4 separate regions of the Mus musculus genome follow, and regions 2, 3 and 4 are each linked to region 1. A link is a contact called in public HiChIP or PLAC-seq and promoter capture Hi-C data. All regions are on one chromosome and are shown on one strand. Each heading gives the region's core, a stretch centred on a gene start, on an enhancer-like site or on the middle of the called end of the contact. The rest is flanking DNA. Distances are from core to core; before and after follow the strand shown.

Region 1 (2,700 bases), core at 120-2,619:
AAGGGGCTGATCCGCATCCCCCTCCCACTCCCAACCCGCGTCTTCCGACCGCGCGGGAACCCTGGCTGCCCTGTGAAGGACTCTCCAGACAGCGCGGCCCACTGCGCTCGTTTCTTCCTTGGCTTTGGAAGCCAGCCTAACCCGAAAGAAACAGAAACTTCGCGCGGCACATTCAGGACCCTGCCCCATCCCCATCGGCTTTCTTCTCGGGACGCTTTCCGTGCCCACCTCCCCCCCTTTTACGAATTTATCTTCTAGCTCTTCGCCAAGGACCCCTAATCCTCCCCTCCCCGCCCAAAAGACCCAACAATACGTAGAGAGCCAGTGACCCTACAAATTCTCCTCCTACTCCTAGTTAGAGTCCCTGAGCGTCGCCCCTCGGGTTCTGGTTTCTCTGACTAACACCTCCCCCCCCCCCATACACACACACATACATACACACACACACACACATGTTCCCCTGTCCCCACTGATCCTCCGGTAAACCTCTACTCTCCCTGCCTCCCCGGGCCGGGCAGGACGCGGCCGCCACTGCTTGACTCCAGCCACCCGGCCGCAGGCTAGGGCTGCTCCCGCTTCCAACCACTCGAAGGCAGCTCGGGGCTGGTGACACCTAGGAAGCTCCAGCCACAGGGCTCCTGGAGCCCGGGAAAGGAGAACCGAAGCCCGCCCGCAGTTCCCAGCCTCGCCCCCACCGAGCGCCTAGCCAGGAGCCGCCTGCGCAGGGACTCCGGCCGACGCGCTCGTCCCTGGGCTCGAGTCCCGGGAAGCTCCGGGTGCACGGCTTCCAGCCCGCCCGCTACAGGCTCTAGGGCCGCTGCGCTCTGAGTCCGCTGCCCAGCTGCTTGCGACCGCAAACAATGCACGCCCGGCCCTGGGCCAGAGGGGAGCGGGGCGAGGCGGCGGCAGCGAGGCGGGCACGGAGCTGCGCACCGGCCGGGTCCGGGAGCGGGTGGGCCGCGCGCTTCTCGCCGCCTCCTCGCCCAGCCTCGCCTCCCCTCGCGCGGCTTCGCTCCGCGCTCTCCCGGCGCTTCCCCAGCTTCTCTCTGCACGCTCCCGCCGTCCCTCTCTGCTCCCTGCCTCCCTCCTCCCTGCTGCCTCCCTCTCTCTCCTCCCTGCTGCCTCCCTCTCTCCCTCTCTCCTCCTTGCCCTGTCGCAATGAATAATACTCTGGCTTGGGGACTGGAATAAAACACACGCGCTCTGAGGCAGCCGCCCGCAGCAGCAGCCGCCGCCGCCGCCGCCGCCTGCAAAAGCGTCTCTGACATGGAAATGAATGACAGCTTACCTGATGCCAATCTTCATCAGACTGACACCGGCGTGACAACACAGCCTATACTTCCCAGCACTGCTCGGGACGTCAGCGGCACAGGGACCCGCCCCCCGGACTCCCTCCCCCCCCCTCCCCGCGCGCGCACACCTCCCCTCTCCCCACTCCCCCTTTCTCCCCCCCCCCCATAGCCCCCACCCACTCCTGGACCCGGCCGCTTCCCAGGCGAGGAGCTGCTAGAGTGTCTCCCTCTACTGGAGGCTCGGCTCAGACATCAGGCTCTGGCCTGCTTGCTGCTGGAGAGAGGCAGCAGGCGCCCAGACCTGGGGGTTGCCTGACAGAGGTGATGCAGTGAACCCCAGAAATGCAGGCGCACCCCTACCCGGTGTCCTCCTTAGCGATCAACTGGTGACGAGTTCCAAGACACCAGGTGCTGAAGAGATTGAGAGGAGGTGAAATTTTCTGTGTACCTCAAGAGAACCCCAAGAAAATAGGAATCTTCAAACTGGCAAGAAACGTTCTCTCCATCACACCCCCACCCCATTCCTGCCCGGCTGGCCTCATTTTTATGATTGCATTTGAATAATTCTCATTACCTTGGCCCCAGCAAAGGTGCTCAGGTGGTTAGTTATCCCTGGTCTCAAGAGCTTTTTTTTTTCCCCCTGCTGTAGGCTTCCTCTGACGCTTGGTTCATCCGAGGGTTGATGGGGTGGTTCAGGGGCAAGATAACAAGGGAAAGAGCCTTATCAGAAGCTATCCCTTGGCAAATGTCAGGCAAGTGCTTGGAAGCCACTGCTGTTTCATTCTTAAAACTGCTTAGCCAGCCAGTGTGTCCCGGAGGCTGGGCACCGTAAGGTGAGGGGAGTACTGTTTCAGCTTGGGCTTGCTGGGGTGGTCCAATCTGTTCCATACACCAAACAGGCTCCTCACCCAAGTCACTTCTACAATGAAAAGCCAAATCAAGCCAGTGCAACCATGCATGTCTCCATTTAGTCAACAAAGATGACTTTCCTACTGAGTGCCAAGTATAGGCTCAGCCACTCAGGATGCAGACTGGCTCAGCTCCTACACAGAGGACCAGAGAATCCCTTCTGCCCCCCTTGAGAAGCGGTTTCAGGCCACAGGCAGGTGACAATGAATCCTGTGACTCTCACACCAGGAAAGGAGCCTGGCTGAAGCCTAAACAAAGTCACTGAAAGTTAAGGAAAAGCTAAGAGGGAATCCAGACAGTCAGGTTCCCAGAAAAGGATCTAACCCCAGCAGAGGGAGGTTACCCTTTGCTCCATTCCAAGCCTCTGGGTCATTCCTCCCCTGCCTCGGATTCCGGCAAAAATGAGAAGTATCATTAGATCCAAAGGCTCAGAGACGTCTGCATCACATTCCAGATGTGCTCTTTATCCAGGTCCTGCCAGCAACTCCACATTCACCTG
Region 2 (2,700 bases), core at 171-2,670, 130 kb before region 1:
AAGCTTGTATCTCCTTCCTCCAGCATGTTCTTTCAGGAAGGCTGGATTTACAGCTCTGTTCTTTACCTGCCCTGGGCTCCAATTTAAGTCTCATAATCACAGTGTTTCGATCAGCTTGCCTCTTTCCCCCACCCCTGCCGTCACTCTCAGCGTTGTTAGTGCCATTTGTCTTCCAAGCCAGAGTGTTGCTGTCTGCTTCCAGACCCTGCCTGCATGACACCTGCTTACCGTCCGAGCAGAGTAGGGATGGGCTAGGGGTGGGTGGCAGTGCTATTCTGCACCTCCTCCCCAGAGGGCCCAGCGGGCGCTCCATGAGCAGGCACTGTCAGATCATGATGGCTTCTGAGCTGGGGCACGTGGAAGGTATGGAGAGCCTGTGTTCTCTGAGAGGCAAAGAGTGCAGAGTTGGCAAGGCCTGGCTTTTTCTGAGAACACTCCTATGGGCACGCTGGAAAACCCAAGCAAACACCTCGTTTGTGTAGGCATTCTAGCCATCGTCAAAGCAAGATGAGAGTAGCCAGAAGCTTAGGATCCAGACTCTCCCAATTGCTAGCTTAGAAAACCTGACCATGATTTTTTAAAAGCTGAATTATCACATCATTGAATATAAATTAAATACAGCCAGGTACCGTTGATTTATTCTCTATGCAAAAATCCAAAATCAACAGTGCTCTAAAATCAGAGCCATTTTGGAGGATGCGTATGATACTAGAATTGGGAAACCCCATACCTGTCATGTCACAGGTTGTAGTAGAAATGCTTGTACACTATAGATACTATATGACATTACATCCAGGGTATGTGCATAAGGTGCACATGAAACATGAAGGAATTTCATGTCTAAGGGGAGCTGGGCCCAGCTGTAAAATACTTGCCAAACAAGCATGAGGACCTGATTTGGATCCCCAGCACCCTTTTAAAAAGTTAAGTGTCCATCTCTGCAGCCCCAGCACTGGGAAGGTGGAGCCAGAAAATGTCCTAGAGCTCACTGAGCAGCCAGCCTTGCCAAACCCGTGAGCTCAAGGGTGAGTGTGAGACTCTTTCTCAAAAAGTAAGGTAGAAAGCAATAGAGACACCTGACATGGACTTCTGCCCATGCACATCTATACAGGTGCACACACACACACACACACACACACACACCAGTACATACAATCGTATGCAGCACACAGGGAATCATGTTTATATTTGAGCTTCATCTCTACCTCTTTGCACATGCAAATACTAGAATTAAAAAAATAATAAATAAGTAAAGTGAACTAAAATCTGGAAACATTTTGGTTCAAAGCTTTCAGATCCTTAACTCTGTCTCAAGGCTAACAGGCTCTCCAACACTCTCAGCAGTTTACATATTATGTTGACTAAGTGATGCCCCACCCACACTGGGATGACAGCTCCGTGGGGAACAAAGACCTTGAGTTTCTTTCACAGATTGATTGCTAATACCCAAGTCAGTATACAGTACAGGGCATATATGTATGGAGGATGAATGAGCATCTCTGTTTCCCAGTGCTCACCCCAAACAACTCCCAAGTACTTGCCCTGGAACTTTCTGGGGAAGAATACCATAGAAATAGGTTTATGGGACTTTTCAGGTTTTTTCACATAGTGTTGGGATGTATATGGAGTTTACTCCAACCCCCATTTCCTTTCTTCCAGTATGAAATCCTGGTATACCTGGGCCAGGCAACAGGCTTTAGAGCCCGCCTTTCCAAACACCCCCTCCTGTGTCTCCTAGGCTGCTCCCCTCCTTCCTGGGCTGCCACGTGCTGGCTCCTGGGGACCCCCTGCCATATGTTCCATTCCGGCTCTAAACTGCATGTTAATTGTTCTGAATGAACAGCTCCAGCTGGAAAAGCAGGCAGGCCGATTACAGACCTTAAGATAACACCCAGCTTCCTGTAAGCCAGGGGCTTTCCAGCGAAGGAGACTGGAAAATCTTCAAGGCCAGAACTGAGCGAGACAGACCCCTGGGACACAGTCTGGTGTCTAGGGCATCGTCTTTTCTTGGCCTCTACCCAAGTAGTCCTATTTTAAGGCCACCACGCCTGAAGCTCTCACCTCACTAAAGAGGACTGTTCTAGATTTTTTGCAACAACCTGTATTTTCAAAGAAGCCCCTTGGGATTCAATTCACCTGTACTGTGTCCTGGTCACTTTTTAGTTATATGAATCACCTGCATCTATGTGAGGGAAGGGGAGAACCGGAGTGATGGAGAAGGAGACAGTCTTGCAGTGGGATGAGAAAATAAGCACCTATCTATTTGCTTTGCCAACATAGAATAAACGGAATGTCTTTCCTACAAACAATATATCTTTCAGTAGTATGAGGGTTGTATTTTCATCATATATATATATGTGTGTATGTATATATATGTATATATGTATAGATATACATGTATATATATATATATATACACACATACACACACAGAAACAGGGTCTCTCAATGTAGTCCTGGTTCTCTTGGAACTTCCTATGTGAGCCAGGCTTACCTCGAATGCACAGAGATTTGCCTGCCTCTACCTCCTGAATGCTGAGACTAAAGGCCTGTGCTACCATGCTTGGCCATATTTTTATTTATTTATATAATTTTTGTTATTATTATAGGAGGCCAGTGAATGCTATATTTGTGGAGTCAATGTTCTCTTTCTACCTTTATGAGGGCTCCAGGGATTGAACTCAGATCCTCAGGCCTGTA
Region 3 (2,700 bases), core at 114-2,613, 210 kb before region 1:
TAATCCCAGTGCTGGAGGGCTGGAGACAGAGGGTCCCTGGGATGTTTGGATAGCCAGTGTAGCAGCCAGGCCACCAGAGATAAAACCACACACACACACACACACACACACACACACACACACACACACACACACAGACAGTATGCAAGAGAGAGAGAGAGAGAGAGAGAGAAATTGAGAAGGGGAAGTGGTCTGAGAATTGAAGCAAGTGCCTCCAGCAAAATGGGGATAATATTGTTAATATTAATATTAAGCTTTGTGAGTTTTAAATAAGATAATAGATGCAAATAACTTAGGATAGCACCTGGTACCTGTAAGTGGTCTATAAATGTTAATTATCATCATCATTGATATGCTTATTTCTCTTGCTGTTTCTGGTGTCTGTGAGGTTTTCAGCTCCCTTCTAGGCAAGAGCCTGGACTGGAGGATAAGGTGAGTGACTCTCAGATCAGGGCTTGCTGAGGTCTCTGTGGGCCTACAGCTCTGAGCTGGTTCCTTCAAGTGACTCCTCACTCCTAGCCTCTGGCCTCCAGGCCTGCCTCTTCAGAGTAGGCCCAGGGGCCTGGGAGGCCCCATTTTGGAACTGGCTTTGCGGTCAGGCAGCTATAATCTGTCCCTGGAGCCACACCAGAGTCTCATTAAAACGTGCCCCATAAATGTTAAAAAATTTACACATAAAAAAATTCCATGCATGAAACTGAAACCGTACGTTTTACAGCCTTAGTTTGAAATCTTGCATAATATATAAAACCTTGGCCTTGCACCGGGGGCCCGTAAATCAGATTTTATAAAACAAAAAGCTTTTACCTTTCAAAGGGGTTTGGGGAACTTGCAAATTTTACAAACTTTACCAAGTGCCAGTCAGAGGCTGCTAGGCCCAGGGAGGGTGTCGGATCTGGAGGCCAGGTTAGAAAGAAGCATGGTGTAGGAACTGTACTATATCCCAGAGGGGTCACCAGGGATTCCTGATTTAACCACCTGAGAATAGAAAGCTGCCCCCGAAATGGATCTGGGGAAGGTCCTAGTCGGGGCTCCAAGGAGATATTGGTTTCATTCTCTTATGTGAAGGCTTTATTGTCACCAGGGAGAGGCGGAGTGTCAGTGGGAGAGGCACAAAATCAGGAGTCAAAGACCAGGGTTCTCTTCTATGGACGTGAGGATCGCTGTGAGTAAAAGGAGATGGGAGTGGACATCTTTCTAAGGTTGGGTTTCTAACCCCAACCTTTTTGTAATTACGTTTTCCTCACAGTAGAGGCGCTGTGGAGCAGCAAGCTTCCAGGATTCCCTCCCTCAGAAATCTCTAACTTGGATCCTCTCTCAGAAATTTGGGGCGGTACTGGGAGAGCTGACTCAGCTGTTTCCATGGAGACTTGTCAGGAAAAGCGGCTCTGGGAGACTGTGAGGAGCACGGGAGGGTGTGACAGGCAAAGAGCTACAGGGAGGGAAGGAAGAACGGGGCTTCCCAAGAGGTGGGAGAAAGCAGGGGAGGGTCAGAGAGGGGCTGGAGGAGGGTGTTCAGAGGGGCAAAGATTTGGGGGAATCCAGTGCCCTCCCGACAATCTCATCTATGAAAGTCAATATTCAAGGGCAAAGGAAAGCTGCCCTCACACACACATATATAAAAAATAAATCTCTCAATTATCTCAGCTCATTTGCTTGGGGTCCCTCATTTTATGTCCCTGCTTGGCTGCGCAGTATATCTGTCCGGAGAAAGAGTTACAGTCCGTTGGGCTACGTGTGCGGGGTTGTAAAAAATACAGATGCCAAATTAACTGGCTGTGGCACTCGGTAGCTGATTGAGCTGGTAATAACGGGATCTGACCTTTTTCTAATTTCTAATTATGTGCATCTCGGCTGTGCTGGCGACATGATTCTTGTCCTAATGATGGCTCCTGTGCTTGGCCTCTGTGTCTCCTCCTTTTGACATAGGGCTAGGAACCAATGGCAAAGGGGACTGTTGGATTTCCCTATCCTACCCTAAACGTTTCAGGCTCCTGACCATGGTGTGTCTTTGACAGCCAGGAGGTAAGCCTGTGGATCTAGAACACGATACCACATTGAGATGAATTTTCAGATGCAAAACATTTTTAAGGGCCAAGTCTATGAGCCATCCAGTTAATTTATCCCAGTCGCATGAGTTGGGTATAGTTAGCTGTATAGATGAGGAAACTGAGCATCAAGGGGTTCGGTCACCAAGGTCCTACCGAGAATAAATACTGACGCAAAGCTCATTACATGTGTGCACGCGTGCAGTTACCCTTTCTCAAGCATATCCTGACTTTTTGAAAGAGCTGTCTCTTTGCTCCATAGCTGCCTGAGGCTAAATTTGAGACTTTCCTTTCCAAATTGCAAAGTCTCCTAATTCCAACTAGCTGAGGAGCAGGGCAGGGCTAAGTTAGCCTGGCCCTCCACCAGCTGGAGGACCAGCACACTGGAATCTTCGAGACTGCAGCCAGGGTTCGATGCCTGCTAGGGAGGGAAAGAGCCAGGGATGAGCAGAGGTAGACTTGGGAGCTTTCACTAATATTCCTTGCAGCCAGTAAGAGCTTCTTCCCCGTCTGAGCCCTGCTCCCACTTTTAAATCATCACCAGACCGCAAACCTCCAGGCCAGTGTGGGTTCTCCAGGTAGCATCCAGTGCAGTTCTTCACAAAGTACTGCACTGGATGCCAATAATAGCGGCAATGTGAGTAATTTTCAG
Region 4 (2,700 bases), core at 117-2,616, 220 kb after region 1:
ACTGTACATTCTAAAAGGGTGAATTTCCTGATATATGAATTCTGTCTTAATTTAAATGTTTTAGCATAAAATTAAAGGGGGGGAACTAAAACTAGGGGGGAAGCCTGATGGGTGGCTTTCAAATTTTAAGTCTATCAACATAGACTAATTTTTACTTTAAGATTAAGTATATTCATGTGTAACTAAGAAAAATAAAATAGAAATAAAATGCCCTTTTTTGGTGTTTTGTTGATTCATTTGGGGTTTCTGTTTCATTCTGCTGAGATGGGGGTCTCATGTTGCAGCCCAGCTCAGCCTGGAACTCATGATGTAGCCCAAACTTGTCTCAAACTCAGAGCAGTTTTCCAAGGGCTCAACCCTGCAAGTGCTGAGATCACAGGCGTGCCCCTGTTTCGGTTTTTTGAAACAGGGGTATCACTGTGAACCTCAGATTGGCCTTGAACTCCCAGTCTTCCTGCCTCTGCCTCCTTAGTGCTGGGACTACGGGTGAGCCCGGCACACTCACTTAAATGATTTCTCCTAACTAAGAATTTGCTGGGTGTTCTGTAGCAACCTTCACCAATCCTCCCAACAATTCCTCCGGGGAGGCCATTGTTTTAGCCATTTTACAGAGGTAAAACTCAAGGGCTCAAAGATACTGAGTCCATTCCATTACTGCAGAGTTACCGAGCGTTTTATGAGAAGGCATGGCCAGGAGGCAGGCTAGGCTATCACACTGATGGGAGAACCCAAGGGTGCCGGAGTGTGGAGCATTAACCTCATCTTTACTCTGACATGTCCTAGAGCACTGACTGCAGGGAAGGGGATGACAGTGGACTCTGGAAAGACACTCCCAGCATCTATCTGAACCTGTGATAAGAGACAATCCCAACTAGAACAGGCATGAAAGTAACCGAAATCAAACCCTTTTCCAATTTTCTTCTTGTGGGCTAAAACACCACTTCTTCAGTAATTCTTTGACGTCTCTCATTTCTCGAGATATCCAAAAAACACCCCCTCCCATACCCACCCGGCCACCTTTTCTCTCTTATTAGAAGTCCGTCCTGAAACAGAAGGAGGAATGTGAGGTGGAGCCTTCTAAATTGGAACACATTTATGAGCCCAGATCTGCCTCTGCCTTGGGAGTGGGACTTTATTGAAAGACAAGCCAAGAACCACTGGACCACCTGAGCCCCATAGGATGGAACCTGCTATTAACATCTAAACAGATACTCCTGTCCAAACTAAGGGGCGAAGGGCTTGGAAAGTAGAAAATGCTAGGTCTGAGCAAAGCGAGAGGAGAGAACAAGGCCAGCAACACACAGAGCTCTGTGTATTCAGAGGGAAGTTGGCAGGGTTGTGCTCGGGCAGAGAAACTCCGAGTGGTACAAAGGGACGTGCCCGGAGTGGAGAAATCATGCTAATTGTCTGCACCAGAGCTGGAGAACGCCACCCAAAATGAAGAGAGAAAGGGGAGCCCTGTCAAGAGCCTCCAGGGCTCTGCGCCTCTCTCCTTTTGTCTACCTGCTTCTCATCCAGCCAGGTAAGAGATCAGAGGGTCTAGAGAAAAGAACTGGGGGGCATTTGACAGAGGGAAGGGGAGAGCAGAGCCTGATACCTTCGGGGCTGGAGGAGGGGAGAGCGCTCAGTGGCCGTGGGAAGCATCTCAGTGAATTCAGGAGTCAATGTTGAATATATCTGTTCATTCCCTGTGCTTCCCGCCTGGCCCCCGGCCCCCTCCCCGAAAGGCTGCATGACTTTGGAGCGCCCACGGCATTCAGTACATTAGCTGGAAAGGCATCATGCCACTTCTTATGGGATGACTTGCTGGCGTGGGCCAGACCAGCATTCTTTTTAAGGGCTTATGTGAGCTCTTGGTGGGAGAAGGGGGAGGGGAAATCTTGGTTTTGCACCTCCCAAACCTCTACTGTGGCTTCTCTGAGTGTCAAACATCGTGAAAGATGAAAGAAACTTTGTAGATAATGAGCCTCCTGGTTTAGGATAGCAGTCAGTCCTAGTCATAATTTACTCCAAGCCATAGACACCTACCTCTTGTAGCGCCCCCTAGTAACACTATAGAGAACTGGTCTTATTTTAAGTACTGTAGATATTTATATGTTCATACACACAATTACAGGGAACCTAGAAATGCACATCTTAATGTGGCAAGCGGATACATAGATCATTTTAACAAAAAGCAGGAATCAGAAAAAAAAAAAAAAGTCACCTGCCTCCATCCAGGAAGCTGGGGCTGGTGGGGCAGGATGCTGGGGCTGGTGGGGCAGGATGCTGGTGGGCGTTGAGACCCAGGGAATGTTTCCTTATAGAAAGTATGCACTGAATCTCAGAAGACGGGGAAAATAGGTAGGAGCGTGAGCGAGATTATTGTTGGGACAAAGGTCAAGAGCTTGAAATAGTATCGTGTGTTTAGGCGGAGCCCAGAAGTTCAGCATTGCTTAGGGAAAAGTGTGAACTGAGTTCAGTAGAAGCCTTGTAAACCTTTCTCAGAAAATGAGACTGAGTCTATAAATGGTCGATGGGGACGCTGCATGATCTTTGATTTGGGAACTGGCAGGGTGAGTTTTACTTTTTAGATCTCTTGGTCTTCAGTGAGGCACTGAAGGAGAAACAAGGCAAAATAGATGAGGATGGAGGCCGATTTCATTCCTCTGAGCCCATGAAACAAAATAACACAGACTAGGCGGCTTAGGTAGCAGAAAG

What was found. HiChIP or PLAC-seq counts read pairs in DNA pulled down with a chosen protein or histone mark. Capture Hi-C pulls out chosen DNA fragments and counts their contacts.
Region 2: an H3K4me3 HiChIP or PLAC-seq map of craniofacial prominence shows a contact between it and region 1, with 4 times the contacts expected there. The contact joins the enhancer-like site here to the promoter of Pknox2 in region 1. A contact is called at or near these places in 13 of 39 promoter capture datasets (the 3T3-L1 cell line, the HPC-7 cell line, cranial neural crest and 7 more), 12 of 484 Hi-C or Micro-C datasets (cranial neural crest, embryonic fibroblasts, embryonic stem cells and 8 more), 22 of 115 datasets of contacts at active chromatin or transcription factors (astrocytes, cardiomyocytes, craniofacial prominence and 13 more) and 4 of 9 other capture datasets (adipose tissue, embryonic stem cells, liver and 1 more).
Region 3: an H3K4me3 HiChIP or PLAC-seq map of embryonic limb bud shows a contact between it and region 1, with 4 times the contacts expected there. The contact joins the enhancer-like site here to the promoter of Pknox2 in region 1. A contact is called at or near these places in 3 of 39 promoter capture datasets (HPC-7-derived erythroid cells and embryonic stem cells), 9 of 484 Hi-C or Micro-C datasets (3T3-L1-derived adipocytes, cerebral cortex, cortical neurons and 5 more), 18 of 115 datasets of contacts at active chromatin or transcription factors (VIP interneurons, craniofacial prominence, differentiating embryonic stem cells and 11 more) and 3 of 9 other capture datasets (adipose tissue, liver and pancreatic islet).
Region 4: a contact with region 1 is called in a promoter capture Hi-C map of adipose tissue. The contact joins the promoter of Hepacam here to the promoter of Pknox2 in region 1. A contact is called at or near these places in 6 of 39 promoter capture datasets (the 3T3-L1 cell line, hippocampal neurons, liver and 2 more) and 3 of 9 other capture datasets (adipose tissue, liver and pancreatic islet).

The regions. Positions count from the first base shown.
Region 1 is chr9:37,145,953-37,148,652 of GRCm38.p6, forward strand. It overlaps Pknox2 (Pbx/knotted 1 homeobox 2), which reads right to left and starts at 1,370. Exons shown (of 13, transcript NM_001029838.2): 1 at 1,289-1,370.
Region 2 is chr9:37,011,916-37,014,615 of GRCm38.p6, forward strand. The region is part of intron 2 of Pknox2 (Pbx/knotted 1 homeobox 2); the gene reads right to left. Among named protein-coding and RNA genes, the nearest start is that of Gm34538, 24 kb to the right of the region's middle. Within about 2 kb of position 1,421, at least 22 of the 459 cell types and tissues checked have an H3K27ac peak or open chromatin away from gene starts, as enhancers often do. A contact at or near this core is called in craniofacial prominence, where this site is marked.
Region 3 is chr9:36,932,583-36,935,282 of GRCm38.p6, forward strand. All of the region lies in intron 6 of Pknox2 (Pbx/knotted 1 homeobox 2), which reads right to left. Among named protein-coding and RNA genes, the nearest start is that of Gm34652, 40 kb to the right of the region's middle. Within about 2 kb of position 1,364, at least 96 of the 459 cell types and tissues checked have an H3K27ac peak or open chromatin away from gene starts, as enhancers often do. A contact at or near this core is called in cerebral cortex, cortical neurons, craniofacial prominence and 4 more, where this site is marked.
Region 4 is chr9:37,366,240-37,368,939 of GRCm38.p6, forward strand. Hepacam (hepatocyte cell adhesion molecule) reads left to right here and starts at 1,367. Exons shown (of 7, transcript NM_175189.4): 1 at 1,367-1,522. The coding sequence starts at 1,438.